Regions from separate parts of the Mus musculus genome. Here all the other regions are linked to region 3. Evidence: chromatin contacts called from public Hi-C and HiChIP or PLAC-seq data. All regions are on one chromosome and are shown on one strand. Each heading gives the region's core, a stretch centred on a gene start, on an enhancer-like site or on the middle of the called end of the contact. The rest is flanking DNA. Distances are from core to core; before and after follow the strand shown. Region 1 has its middle 3.8 kb from the start of Gm38930. Region 2 overlaps Resf1 (retroelement silencing factor 1). Region 3 holds the start of Amn1 (antagonist of mitotic exit network 1).

What was found. Hi-C and Micro-C count contacts between places; a contact is called where the count stands out from the background. HiChIP or PLAC-seq counts read pairs in DNA pulled down with a chosen protein or histone mark.
Region 1: a contact with region 3 is called in a Hi-C map of conventional dendritic cells, with 2.8 times the contacts expected there. The contact joins the enhancer-like site here to the promoter of Amn1 in region 3. A contact is called at or near these places in 9 of 39 promoter capture datasets (the C10 cell line, the HPC-7 cell line, embryonic stem cells and 4 more), 1 of 15 datasets of contacts at CTCF or cohesin (CD8 T cells), 24 of 484 Hi-C or Micro-C datasets (B cells, CD4 T cells, the G1E-ER4 cell line and 14 more), 12 of 115 datasets of contacts at active chromatin or transcription factors (the 230-238 cell line, CD8 T cells, T-cell acute lymphoblastic leukemia and 6 more) and 5 of 9 other capture datasets (adipose tissue, embryonic stem cells, liver and 2 more).
Region 2: a contact with region 3 is called in an H3K4me3 HiChIP or PLAC-seq map of bone marrow-derived macrophages, with 5 times the contacts expected there. The contact joins the enhancer-like site here to the promoter of Amn1 in region 3. A contact is called at or near these places in 22 of 39 promoter capture datasets (the 3T3-L1 cell line, 3T3-L1-derived adipocytes, the C10 cell line and 15 more), 67 of 484 Hi-C or Micro-C datasets (the 3T3-L1 cell line, the AML12 cell line, B cells and 47 more), 27 of 115 datasets of contacts at active chromatin or transcription factors (the 230-238 cell line, CD8 T cells, DN3 thymocytes and 16 more) and 4 of 9 other capture datasets (adipose tissue, bone marrow-derived macrophages, liver and 1 more).

Annotation. Positions count from the first base shown.
Region 1 is chr6:149,354,436-149,358,585 of GRCm38.p6, forward strand. No RefSeq gene overlaps it. Among named protein-coding and RNA genes, the nearest start is that of Gm38930, 3.8 kb to the left of the region's middle. Within about 2 kb of position 2,811, at least 23 of the 459 cell types and tissues checked have an H3K27ac peak or open chromatin away from gene starts, as enhancers often do. A contact at or near this core is called in the G1E-ER4 cell line, bone marrow-derived macrophages, conventional dendritic cells and 2 more, where this site is marked.
Region 2 is chr6:149,322,897-149,327,281 of GRCm38.p6, forward strand. Resf1 (retroelement silencing factor 1) reads left to right here. Exons shown (of 5, transcript NM_026054.3): 3 at 2,509-4,385. The coding sequence starts at 2,562. Among named protein-coding and RNA genes, the nearest start is that of Resf1, 16 kb to the left of the region's middle. Within about 2 kb of position 1,440, at least 29 of the 459 cell types and tissues checked have an H3K27ac peak or open chromatin away from gene starts, as enhancers often do. A contact at or near this core is called in CD8 T cells, bone marrow-derived macrophages, memory CD8 T cells and 3 more, where this site is marked.
Region 3 is chr6:149,187,382-149,191,500 of GRCm38.p6, forward strand. It overlaps Amn1 (antagonist of mitotic exit network 1), which reads right to left and starts at 1,331. Exons shown (of 7, transcript NM_001113424.1): 1 at 1,225-1,331. The coding sequence starts at 1,262.

The DNA of each region.
Region 1 (4,150 bases), core at 1,561-4,060, 170 kb after region 3:
TATAGCTTAACTTCTCTCACAGAGGAATTTTAATATAACCACCAATCTCATAACCACACACATTTTTATAATTAAAACAATTCAAAGCAATTGAAACAATCTAAACAAATATTCTCTGTCCAGACAGTGCTTCTTTGCTGTCTCCTGCCCTGACTTACATGAGATCAAGGCCTAAATTATCTATACATCTATATGTACTTAAATTCTCCCTACTATGGAGATTAATTCTCCGTGGATACATATTATAGTATGCCCCTTTCTCTGTATATAATTCTCAAGGCCGAAGCTTCTACTGTCTGAGGTCGGTTAGGCTTCTTAACCCCTGTTTTCGGTCTTTTTTTTTTTTTTTTTTTTTAAGATTGAATGCCTCAATATTTATACATCTCTATATTTAACTTTAATTAAATTCTTTCTTGTTGCTGTATAAGCCTAATTACAGGCTCTATTTTTGTCGTACCATGGTAGGCAATCCCAGAAATCCCATGTGGCCTCATTTGAGAATTTGCCCTGGCAAGACTTTTAAATATCTTTAAAGCATTTGTTCATTCATTCTCCCTACCTTCTCCCTTCTGTGGAGCTTAATATCTGCTGTGCGTACCATCTGGCTTCCTGCCTCTCCTGAATTCCTTCTAGCAGCTGGCCTGGCTCTTTGCAAAGCAGGGGCTTCCAGCTTCTCAGCTTACACTCTTTGTATCAGTTTCAAAAGAGCAGAAAGAAATCCCCACGTGACTGGGGCAAAATCTATATAAAACCTTCTATCATTAAAAACAATTAAATCACACTTATAAATCTCTATCCTTTATTTATTTGCTGTCTAGAGGCAGGCAGTTTTTACTGTCTGCTTCTTACTGTCTTCTTCCTGTTAGGTGGCCCAGGGTAAATCCCTGCTGGTGGCTGTGTTCCTTTATTCTAGTTTCATGTGACTCAGCTCTGCTCACTGAGACTTATATCATTTGCATGTGTTGATTCCACCCTGGATTCCTTGAATTATTTTTAATAGTGGGTTCTCAACCGTAGTGGTAGACACTTCTTTACAGGAACATACCTTATATAAGAACACCAGCTCTCTGTAAAACAAATTAAAAAAATGTAGACAAGCAAGAATGTTGATTTTTATCTGGTCTACAATGACAGAACTCTATCTCAGGTCTGAAGATCAGAGATCATCTTCAGAATGCTTTTGCCATAGATGTAGAGAGAGAAATTCATAAACTAGAGATAAGGTAATAGTGGAGTTGGTTTACAAGTAGAAATCTTAGTCAGCTGAACAAGCACTATATATTGTAGTTAGCTAGTTTGGAGAGTACAGATAGTTTTAATTTTAGCTAGTCAACTATAACAATGAATAGAGAGTTGGGTGTCCCATGTTTGACTTTGTCATAATGAAAGGAAATCAAATAAAATAAAAGGTTTAAACTAAAAAGGCCTGGGACTTAGACTGCAAAGAAAACAAGCCCGGGCCTGCCTGAGTTTGTCTTGAAGCTAGGTCACTTGGTCATAACGATAAGGGAAGGAATACAGGAACTGGTTCTGACTATCTTGCCTGACTCATTGACCACCTGGCAGGCCGGTGCCTCCTGCTCACCCCCCTTTCTATAGAGAGCATAGTTAAAAGCTGAAACATTAACCAGATGCATTGTCAACTCAGATAAGACACCCCCCAACACACACACTTTAGAATCCTTATATGCCCAGGCCTGCACGTACTACTCTGCTGACTCATAATCATGTTGCTGATGTTTGAATGGGCCAATCATATGTAACCACGCCAATTCTTCCTAGCCCCTAAACCCTACCCTATTAAAACCCCGAGTTTTTGAGTCTCAGGGTCAATTCCTCTGTCTCCTGCATGAGATATGTATCGACCAGGAGCTCCGCCATTAAAGCTACCTCGTGCTTTTGCAACAAAAAGGTCTCTCGTGTTTCTTTGGGTAACCAAAGACTTGAGTGGGGGGGCTCCTTCCTGGGGTCCTACAATAATAGGGGGGGATGTTTTCATGATTGATGGAATTTACCTAAATCCCATGGAGAAGAACGATTCCTCGAGTAAGCTGTTTCTTAAAATGTAAAATAATAGAGGATTTTAAACTATGGGCTTTCCTTTAACATCTGGATTAAATCTCACTGCTTTCACTCATTACAGTACTGCAAATTTTAGCCAGAGGAAGCATTCAGGTCAAAGAAATAAAAGGTACAGAAATAGGGAGAAAGGAAGTCAGATTTCCTTGTTTATAAATATGATTCTTGATTCTTATTTGTGTATTTGTGTGTGTTTGTATGTATTTGTGTGTTTGTGAGTATATGTATGTATGTGTGTGTGAGAGTATGTGTATGTTTGTGTGTGTGTGTGTGTGTGTGTGTGTGTATGTATGTGTAAATGACCAAGCTCGCTCGTCAGTCAACAGGTTCTCCAGCCCAGGAGTGAGGATTAAAAAGAAATATGACAGACAACATTGTAGCATGACCCCAGTCAATTCTGAGACTGAAGGCAAATTTAATTTTCCCAATCCACTTTTTTTTTAAAGACTTATTTTATTATTATGTCTAAGTAACTATAGCTGTCTTCAGACACACCAGAAGAGGGCATCAGATCTTATTAAGGATGGTTGTGAGCCACCATGTGGTTGCTGGGATTTGAACTCATGACCTTTAGAACAGTCAGTTCTCTTACCCACTGAGCCATCTCTCCAGCCCCCCAATCCACTTTTTAATACCATTTTAATTACATGCAAGTATTTAGGGTGAGTAGTACAATGAGGAACTAGCAAGACAATAGTCAGGGACAAGCTAGACAATAAACACAAAGCCCCATGACCACTCCAGTGATAGCTGTTTCTAAGGATGATCAAGATATCTGAGCCTACTTCCTTGTTCTACCCTAAAGCCAGATTCTTACTTCCTTGTCCTTGGCCAATGTCAGGTTCCTGCCTAAGCTTACTTCTTTTTTTTTTTTTCTAAGCTTACTTCTTTGTCATGCTCTAGTGTCAAATTCCTGCCAAGACCATTGGCCCATTTCCTTGTCCTTGGCCAATGTCAACACTCCAAAGGGCTCTCTGCATGTATGTTTGTATGTTTGTGTGTGTGTGAGTATATGTGTATGTATGTTTGTGTGTGCATGTGTGTGTATGTTTGTGTGTGTGTGTATATGTGTGTGTTGAGTCAGGGTTTCTTTATGTAAAAGCTCTGGCTGTCCTGAAACTTGCTTTGTAGACCAAGTTGGCCTTGAATTCACAGAGATCCACCTGTTTATGTCTGGGATTAAAAAATGTGTGCCTGCCGGGAGTGGTGGCACACGCCTTTAATCCCAGCACTCCGGAGGCAGAGGCAGGCGTATTTCTGAGTTTGAGGCCAGCCTGGTCTACAAAGTGAGCTCCAGGACAGCCAGGACTACACAGAGAAACCCTGTCTTGGAAAAAAACAAAACAAAACAAAACTGTGCCATCATGCCTGGACCTAAATATGATTCTACACATTGAAAACTATAAGGAATTCATCAAAAGACCATTAGTATTGACAAAAAGATTCAGTAAAGTTGCAAGATACAAAAAATTCCACATACCAAAAATCATTGTTTTGTTTCTCACACCTTTCTCTTTCTGGCTCCCCACCCCCCACCCCCGGGCCCTAAAACAGGATCTCTAGCATAGGTTGTAGCTGAAGATGACCTTTCTGATTTTTCAGCTTCCATTCCACAAGAGCTACGATTACAGTGGTGCATAACTGGTTTATGAAGTGCTGGAGACTGAACTCAGGGCCTCCTACATGCTAGACATGCATGCATACCAATTGAGATACACTCCCAGCTAGAGTAGTTATATTTTTATGTACTAATTATTTAATTGCTGAGAGATTTTAATAAACCCATTCATAATAGCTACAAAAAAATTAAATTTCAAAGGATAAATTTAACCAGGAAACTGAAAACCTTTACAATGCAAAGTATACTGAAGAATAAAGATAAAAAATTACTGAACTCTTCCTCACCCCAGAGCCCGACCCCTCCCATCTAGAGATTGTTCCCAGAACACTCCTGAACTCTTCACCCCAGAATGCATTCCTGAACTCCTCACCCTAGAGTTCGAACCCTCCCAACTAAAGACTGTTCCAAGAACATTTTTGAGATAAGGGCCTCCTGGAACAACCTCAGAAT
Region 2 (4,385 bases), core at 190-2,689, 140 kb after region 3:
GCACTTGAGAAGTAGAGAGGCAGGAGGATCACCTCAAGTTAATAGTCAGATAAGACAAAATAGTGAGACCCAGTCTCAAATCTGTTGGTATTTGGGGAGCTTTGTCCAGAACTGGAACAGTGGTAAAGTACTGATAACATTTTGTACTATGTATACACACACACAAATACACACACATACAACATAGCAAAATGTTCAGCCAACGTTCTTGATTCAGCAGCCTTGAAGTCCAGAATTTTTGTGTATCTTAAAGTTTATCTTCAGGGTATGCTCCTTGTAGGTTCCTTTGGTTTGCCAGCAACTCTAGCGTGTCTTCACATAATCCACATGGTTTTAATGCTGTTTTCTCATATTCATATAACACTTGTGACAACAGGAAGTTTTCTTCCTGCCAACTCATTCTCTAGGTTTTGGGGTTTGTGTGTGTGTGTGTGTGTGTGTGTGTGTATACATTCTGGGTATCCTGCTCTCCCATCCAATCCTGTATCATCAAATTCTACTAGTTAAACGGCTCAGTTCCACAAGACAGTCCCAGATCCCATTCCTGGAAGTCTTGCATTTCTAATGACAATTGTAAAATTAAGGGGTGTCTTATGACGGTCCTTTCTTTTTATACTCAATAAAACTGAAGGATGAGGTGGCTATGACAAGCCTTTTTTTTTTTTTTTTTAATGGCTTAGGTGGGGTTTTCATTTCTAGTCAGAACACACTACCCTCTCAATACTACCTTGTATCACATCTCACTCAATAGTGGTGTTTGCAGAGTTAAGCTCTGCTGCTGTTTCTAAAGCTATGGGTGGGGTTGAAAGTTCTATCCTTTTGGTGCTGACTGCCTCCTGGGTGGGTTCTTCCTCTTATCTCAGTAGTGTACACTCAGATGTAAGCAAAAGAAGGTCTTGACGAAAGGAAAAGAAGATGCCCCTGTCAGCCAGTGCATTGCAAGTGATGTAGTTTTGTACTAGGAATCAAATATGTTTTTCTTTTTTTTTTTTTTTTTTTTGTCTTTATGACTAGGCTAGTACAGCCCCAGACAGCATAGGGTCCTGGAAGCGTGGCAGTGCTAGACAGACCTCTGGCTTCACTTCAAGAATGATTAAGTTTTCTTTTTCCACAGCTGTTCCTGCAGCAGTTTAGCTATCTACTAAAGATAGAATTGAATGTAAGGCTTCTTTGCCCTGTTCTCTGAGTTCCTCTTCCGTACTTCTCTAGTCTTGTGGTCTTGTTTGTGCTAGAGGACGTTTCTACTTAGACATCATCTCATGCCTGCAGTGTTCTGAAGTCATGTAGTCACACTTTAGTCAGAGTTTGTGCTTAAGAAAGAAACTGCAGACCATCTGGACCCCCATAGTTTTAACTTTTTACTTTGAGATTGGGGGGGTCCACTGAGTTGCCCAGGTAAGCTTCCTTAAACTTACTGTCTGCCTGCTTCAGCTTAATTATAGACATGTACAACCAGTGCTGGCTCAAGTACACTTCTTGGTATGTCAGGAGTGATATAGCCACAAGTAGAATGTTATGTAAGTAGATAACATTTTTAGTGAAGTAAAATAACCTGCCTGTGTATGATAATGAAATACAAACAGTAGATTGAGTTTGGTACGATTCCATTTGTCTTAAAAGATGTTTTTGGCTGGGCGGCGGTGGCGCACGCCTTTAATCCCAGCACTTGGGAGGCAGAGGCAGCCCGATTTCTGAGTTCAAGGCCAGCCTGGTCTACAGAGTGAGTTCCAGGACAGCCAGGGCTACACAAAGAAACCCTGTCTTGAGGTGGGGGAGGGGGGGGGTTAGATTTTGTTTGATTTGTTTTTTGATTTTTTGGTTTTTTTGTTTTTCAGATAGGGTCTCTCCACATTGTCCAGACATTTTCACAGTCTTGTTTAGCTTCTTCAGTAGCTGAGAGTAAGGTGGGAAGTTTTATTTATTAATTTTTGTTTATGCTTAGAAATTTTATGAGAAGATAGTATTGTGTACTTCAATATAATTATGTGTTGGGGATGTTCAGTAAGAAATTTTTATGTAAGCTTTGCTTTACAACTAGCATGGATTGCATGGACTAAAGAAATTATCAAAATAAGTGGAAACAGGTTAACATACCTAGTTAGTGTTAGAGCGAATGCTTAGCATGCCTGAGACTCTAGTCCATCACCTACACCTCAAAAATAATAAAAGTAGAAAAGTACCACTTAAATGTAACGGGGTGATAGCATCTTTCTTCAGAGTGGTTCTTTATCATTGATCTTGACATTTTTCTCAATTATTGTTGCAGCTTGCTATACTAATTCTCTTTCCAGATTAAGTGTACAGCTTATTAATTTGAGGTCCTTCTTTAGTTACCATAGACATGGTTTGTTTCTAATTTTTTTTTCCAAATTTTGTCTAGGCAGTGTGATTATTATAAGTTTGAAGCCAATCTGGTCTACAGAAGAAGTTCTAGGCCAGAAAGGCTGTCTCAAAGGGAGGTTGAGAGAAAAGTTTTTAATAAAAGATCTTTATTTGTATTTCTTGCAGATTTATGACATTCAAAACCACAGACTTTACAATACTGCTAAGTCAGATCAACTATGAATTGGAATACAAAACAAGAGAATGTTCCCAAACCCCCACCATATTCTAAAACCCAGTCATCTATCTTGCAGCATTTTTTAATGACTTCTACAACATCTCAAAGTTCTTTCAACTATTCTCCCCATAACCAAGAAGCATCTCAAACTTCTTTCAACTATTCTCTCCATAACCAAGAAGCATGCATGTATTCTGGGAATTCAAATTCAGTTTCACAGCCACTTCTGAGCGGCAGAAATTATATAACTCCTCAGACTCAGATCTCTGTTTCTAATATGCCTACCAGAACAATTGTGGCCTCACAGTCTTCAATGGAAAGAGTTGTATCTACAAATGGTAAAGGACCACAACAACCAAACCACAATTTGCAAACAGTGTCTTCAGGAATTATGCAGAATGTCTGGTTGCCTTCCCATACAGAAGCAACCATATCTCATAATCCCGACGGAGGGACTAATATGCCTTACATGCATCCACCACAGAATCAGCTTGTCACATCAGATACCTATTCTATGCAACTACAAATGGCTCCTTTACATTCTGGAAAAGTACCTATGACACATCAAGGAAGTCAGGGACTTAATCACTTCATACCAGATCAGTTGGTTGACTGGACACAGTATACATCCAACGAACTTTCTTATCCTGAATACAGGCCACCTCCAAAGCAATACTCCTACATACTGCCAGCTACTACATCATTACAAGTTAAAAATAATCAGCTCCCAACTTATACACAGAGCTTACAGTCAAAGCATTCTGTACCTTTGTCATCACATCAGTATGCTGCAGAAGCCAGCAAAAGACTCTCTGCCCTTCCTTACAGCTGTAGATATGAAAACCAACATGTGCAGAATGCTCAGCCTGTTTCTAAACACTTGCCTATGGAAGTTCCTCAGAGTTCAGAAGTGCACTCATCTGAAAAAAAGAAAGATACTTACAGAGGCTTTAAGCAGCAGTGGCAGAACCCTAATGAGAAAGTCAGCATTGGACAATTCTCTGAGGTGAAAATAAATATCAAGCAGCCTTACAGTGAATCTGTTAGACCTTCTGGGGATGGTGTTCAGGCACTTGTTCAAAATAATCAAGAAAAAAGAAAATATACCTACAATCCTAATACAAATCAAGTAATAGATACAAATGCCACAAAAGAAAAGCTGGTGAGGGATATTAAATCTCTAGTAGAAATCAAAAAGAAGTTTTCAGAACTTGCAAGAAAAATTAAAATTAATAAAAGTCTTTTGATGGCAGCTGGTTGTAGTAAAACAGCTAATACTTCTTATACTGAACCAATTCAGCATTCTGAATTTTCAGCAAAAGAAATGTCTGCTAAAAATGGCAATGACTGTTCCATGGAATTGCTAGCAACATGTCTTTCTCTTTGGAAAAACCAACCTTCAAAAACCACAGAAGAAAATGTTCCAAAACCTTTAGAAGAAAAACAGTGTAACACATCAAGAATCAGTACAACCGTAGTGGGCAGTGCCAATCCCACAAATGAAGTTCATGTTAAGAGTTTGTGTTCTGGTGTTGGAAATTCTCAGAAAATGATGAGCTCATCACAAACAGTATTGCCAGTTCTCATACCGAGCTGTGAGTCTTCCGGTGTAGCTGTAGGAAAAGGAACAGAGCTTCAGATTGCTGTGGTGTCGCCTTTAGTTCTTTCAGATACTAATACCTTACCTGGAAAAGACTCAGTGCCTGAAGTTTTACCTGAAACACTGTATCCAGTTGTTAAGGAAGGTAGTGTTTGTAGCTTACAAACCCAACCAACAGAAACTGTTGCTTTACCTTTTGATGTTATAGGAGCTGTAGCAAGTAAT
Region 3 (4,119 bases), core at 81-2,580:
TTAAGTTCTATCTACACAAACAATTGTGGCATACTTGCAATCCCAGAACTCTATGGGTACAAGCAAGAAGGATCTTGAAGTTCAGGGACATCCTTTGCCACACAATGAATTTCTAGCCTGTTATGCTACATGAGACCCTGTCCTCAAAAAGCCAAAGCCAAAGCTGGTGCTGATAACTCAAGTCTATAATCTCAGCATTTGGAAGGCTGGGGCAGAAGACTCAAGAGTTCAAGGTTAGCCTGACATTGTGGGTCTGAGGCCAGCCTGTGCTACATAAGATTCTGTCTCAAAACAAAAGGGTTGGGGATATAACTGAGTTGGCATTATGCTTGCCTCGGGCTCAGGAGGCTGAGGTAAACTGGGAATAATATAGTGTGTGTCTGTAATCTCAACATTCAGGAAATGAATGAAGAAGGATCAGAAGTTTAAAGTTATCCTTGGCTACACACACAATGTGTTCTAGGCCAGCATAGGCTACATGAGACTGTCTCAAGGAAAAATAAATAGCAACAAAACAATACAGAAGAAAAAGCTGGAACTTAGGCAAGAAATAACATTTGTTTATGTACTGTTAAGTCAACAACGGAACCAATGTAGTCTTTGTAGTTTCCAATTGTTAAACCATTCCTGCTTTTCTGTTAATAGTTTTTCTTTCTAAAAATAGAAATAACAAGTAATACTAAAGCCTGCCTCTAACTCACTATATGGCTGAAGAGCCTTGAACTTCAACTTGAATTCTCAAGAAGTGTTTGGATTAAGGGCTTTACATATGTTAAGCTGATTCTTACAAAGACTCCTTGAGACAGGTACTAATACGCGATTTGCTTGGGTATGCGTGTGTATTACAACATTACCCCGTTAGCTTCGAATTTGTGGCAATCCTGTTTCAGTTTCCGGATAGCTGGGATTATAGGCGTGAACTGCCACGCCCTACTGTTATCCGAATTTTAGAAAGCTCTCCTGTACAATCGGGAGAGATTGTTACTGTTCATGGTCCCAAAGCTAGCGAGTCACGCCGGTATTAGTGGAGGTTTGTTGGTCCAGCCTGGCTCCAGGTTTCTTTTGTTCTGCCTTCACCCTCAACGCCCACCTGAGACAGGCCATCGGGTGGAGCCGCCAGCCCCACGGTGCACCACAGTCCTCAGAGACCAGACACAAAGCCGGGACAAGGACTAGGAGCCAGCAGGACGTGAGGGAAGGGACTGGGAGCTGGGGCGGACTCACAGTTCCAGGAGCTGACTGACTACTCCGGACAAAGGCATCGCGGAAGCCCTCTTAAGCCTGGACGGCAGTTGCGGCCCTCCACAACCAACTTCCGGTCGCGCAGGACTGGTAAACCTAAATGACGTCACAGAGTTGGACCTGGGGCGTGGCCACATTAGGAGCGGAAGAGGAAGTTCAGCGCTCTCTCTGGGCAGAACTGAGGGCTGCTCAGAACTAACTGGCACAAAATGTAGAGGCATCCAAAGCGGGAGCAAAGCCCCCTGGGACTTGTAGTTCTTCCTGCCCGCTATTGCCAGTTACTGCTTCTCCTGCCCAAGAGTCGCCAGAAGTCGCTGTCCAGGCAAAGGCTAATGGCAGGTCACTGCTTTTGCTGGTGCGATGCCAGGTCCCATGAAGCAAACCAAGTCTCTAGTCAGATACAGACACCGACTTCAAACACGGGGTTTACAGGACTGCAGTAGTCATCTCCACAGAGTGCGCCTGAAGCAAGAGCTGAACCATGCAGTCCTGGGTCATTCCAGGAATGGGACATATTAAGGCCTGTTCCGTTTAACATGACTAGCTATTTTGATTTTAGTCTCCATATTGCTCATAAGGTGAAATTAAGTACAGGTTCTCAGATTGTGCTTCCTAGAAGTAATTATTCGTAGCTGACATAACGTTCTCCATAATACTCATGCTCTGTTAGCTCAATACTCTGGAAACCCCTAACTACCACCTTACCCATCTCACTTAGTACCAGTCAGCTTAGAGGGCAGCTCATAATACTGATAAGACTAAGCGACTCTGATCGAACCCTGAGATGGCTCCAGGAGAGGGTATTAGGCCTCAAGGGAGAATTTCTCGCTCCCGACCCCAGGACGATTTCGCAGAAATGACTGACAAAACACTTCTCAGAAAAATCATACAACGTCCTGGCTGAAGGCCACCTGGGCCCTCTGGGGAACGAAGTTACTCTCCCAGGATGATCTGATATTGGCCCAGCCAATCAGCCAAAAGGTCAGCCTAACAACTTATCACCAAGGGCTTAGGTGTTGTTACTGTAATAGGCTTAAAAATGTATAAAAGGTGCTTGTATGTAGGGTCGCCTCCGGTCTCTTGGTCTCTTGCCTGAGAGACCGCTGAAGGTCGATCCCAGCGGACCAGAAAAATAAACCTCTTGCTTTTGCATGGATCTGAGAGTCTCATTTCACTTCGGATGGGGGGGCGGGGGTGTGTGTCTCCCGGCAGGTAATGATACTCTGGGGCTTTACAATGTCTTCTGCACTTGGTTTTCCTATAACCAGTCTGCCCTAGGTAGCACAGTCTGGTTCCCAAGTCCTTTCTATGTCCCTAATCGATAAGCCTGAATTAAGTAGTCAATAAACTTTCATCATATCTGAGATTAGTGTCCAAGTGGTCAGCGTGTGGCTATTCATGGACCCCAACAGGTCATATTCATTATAATCCTTCTAAATTGAAATTCTTTGGCCTGTTTTTCAGATCAGAATGTTAAGGTCTGAGAATTTGGGAATAATTCACTATGAAAACCAAGTTCCAGGCAACACAATTTATTCATAAAACTAGTATATCAGGGAAACAGCTGGGTTCAGAATTCAAACTGTCAGTGGGACAGGGCAGGGCAGGGCAGGACAGGGAAGGACAAGACAGAGCAACCTTTTAAAACAAAACCAAGCCGGGCAGTGGTGGTGCATGCCTTTAATCCCAGCACTTGGAAGGCAGAGACAGGTGGATTTCTGAGTTTGAGGCCAGACTGATCTACAGAGTGAATTCCAAGATAGCCAAGGCTACACAGAAAAACCCTGTTTCCAAAACAAAACAAAACAAAACAAAAAACAAAAAAACAAAAAACCCAAAAACAATAGTAACAAAACCAAAACACAAATTAGGTGAAATAGGGACATGAATAGAGGCAACTAACTGAGTACACGTATACATTGTATCTTTCCAACTGGATTCATACCTGGCACCTTAAGAAGTGGGTTATTATCCATCAAGTACCTCAGATGGCTTCCTGATAACTTGGCTTGGATAGAGACCAGCCAATCAAAGTTTCTTTAGCAACTTCTGGGTTTCAGACATGGCATGTATGGGTGATAACCAACAAAGCATAAGTTGAGATATATATTTCAAGTTCATGTAGGACACCTGGGGCCAGAAGCAGTTTCTGGAAATTCAGTCATTTCTTAGAATCTAGTTTAGTACAAAATGGAGACGATATACAAGGTGGAGTCCCTGTAGCAAGGAGGCCCTCAGCAAGAGCACTCCATACCAATACATAAACTTGGTAAGAATGCCACTGTGGAGAAGACTGGGCCTTCAAAAAGGATCATGAAGGGACCTGGCTCCCCTAGGTAAGACTGACTTTCTTTCTCTCTTCTTTCTTTCTTTCTTTCTTTCTTTCTTTCTTTCTTTCTTTCTTTCTTCCTTCCTTCCTTCCTTCCTTCCTTCCTTCCTTCTGAAAGACTCTGAAAGGAGCCCCTCGCTCAGGCCTCAGGACAATAGCGGACACCCAAGAACTCACGATAGACCAAGCTTGATGTAAACCACATGATGCTTTATTGGGGAGGGGGGGTGAGCCAGAGCTCTGGGGACAACTCATATCCCACAAAGGGGTAGAGGAGTCGACCTCGAGGGGAAAGAGGTCCCAGTTTTTATAGGCCCTCAGGGGGGAAAGGAGAAAGGGGAGAGTAGGGGATTTCCAGATCTAAACAATGTCTATTCTCAAGAAATGGATATGGGAGGGGTACGAGGAAAGAGTCTGGTGCAGGTGTAGCAACTCAGGATTGGCCGGGCTGTGGTTGCTGGGGAGATTTTCTGACTCTTTCTCAGCAACCAATATCACAAACACCTGGCAATGGGCTTCATCAGTGGGCACACACATGTGTTCAAGGA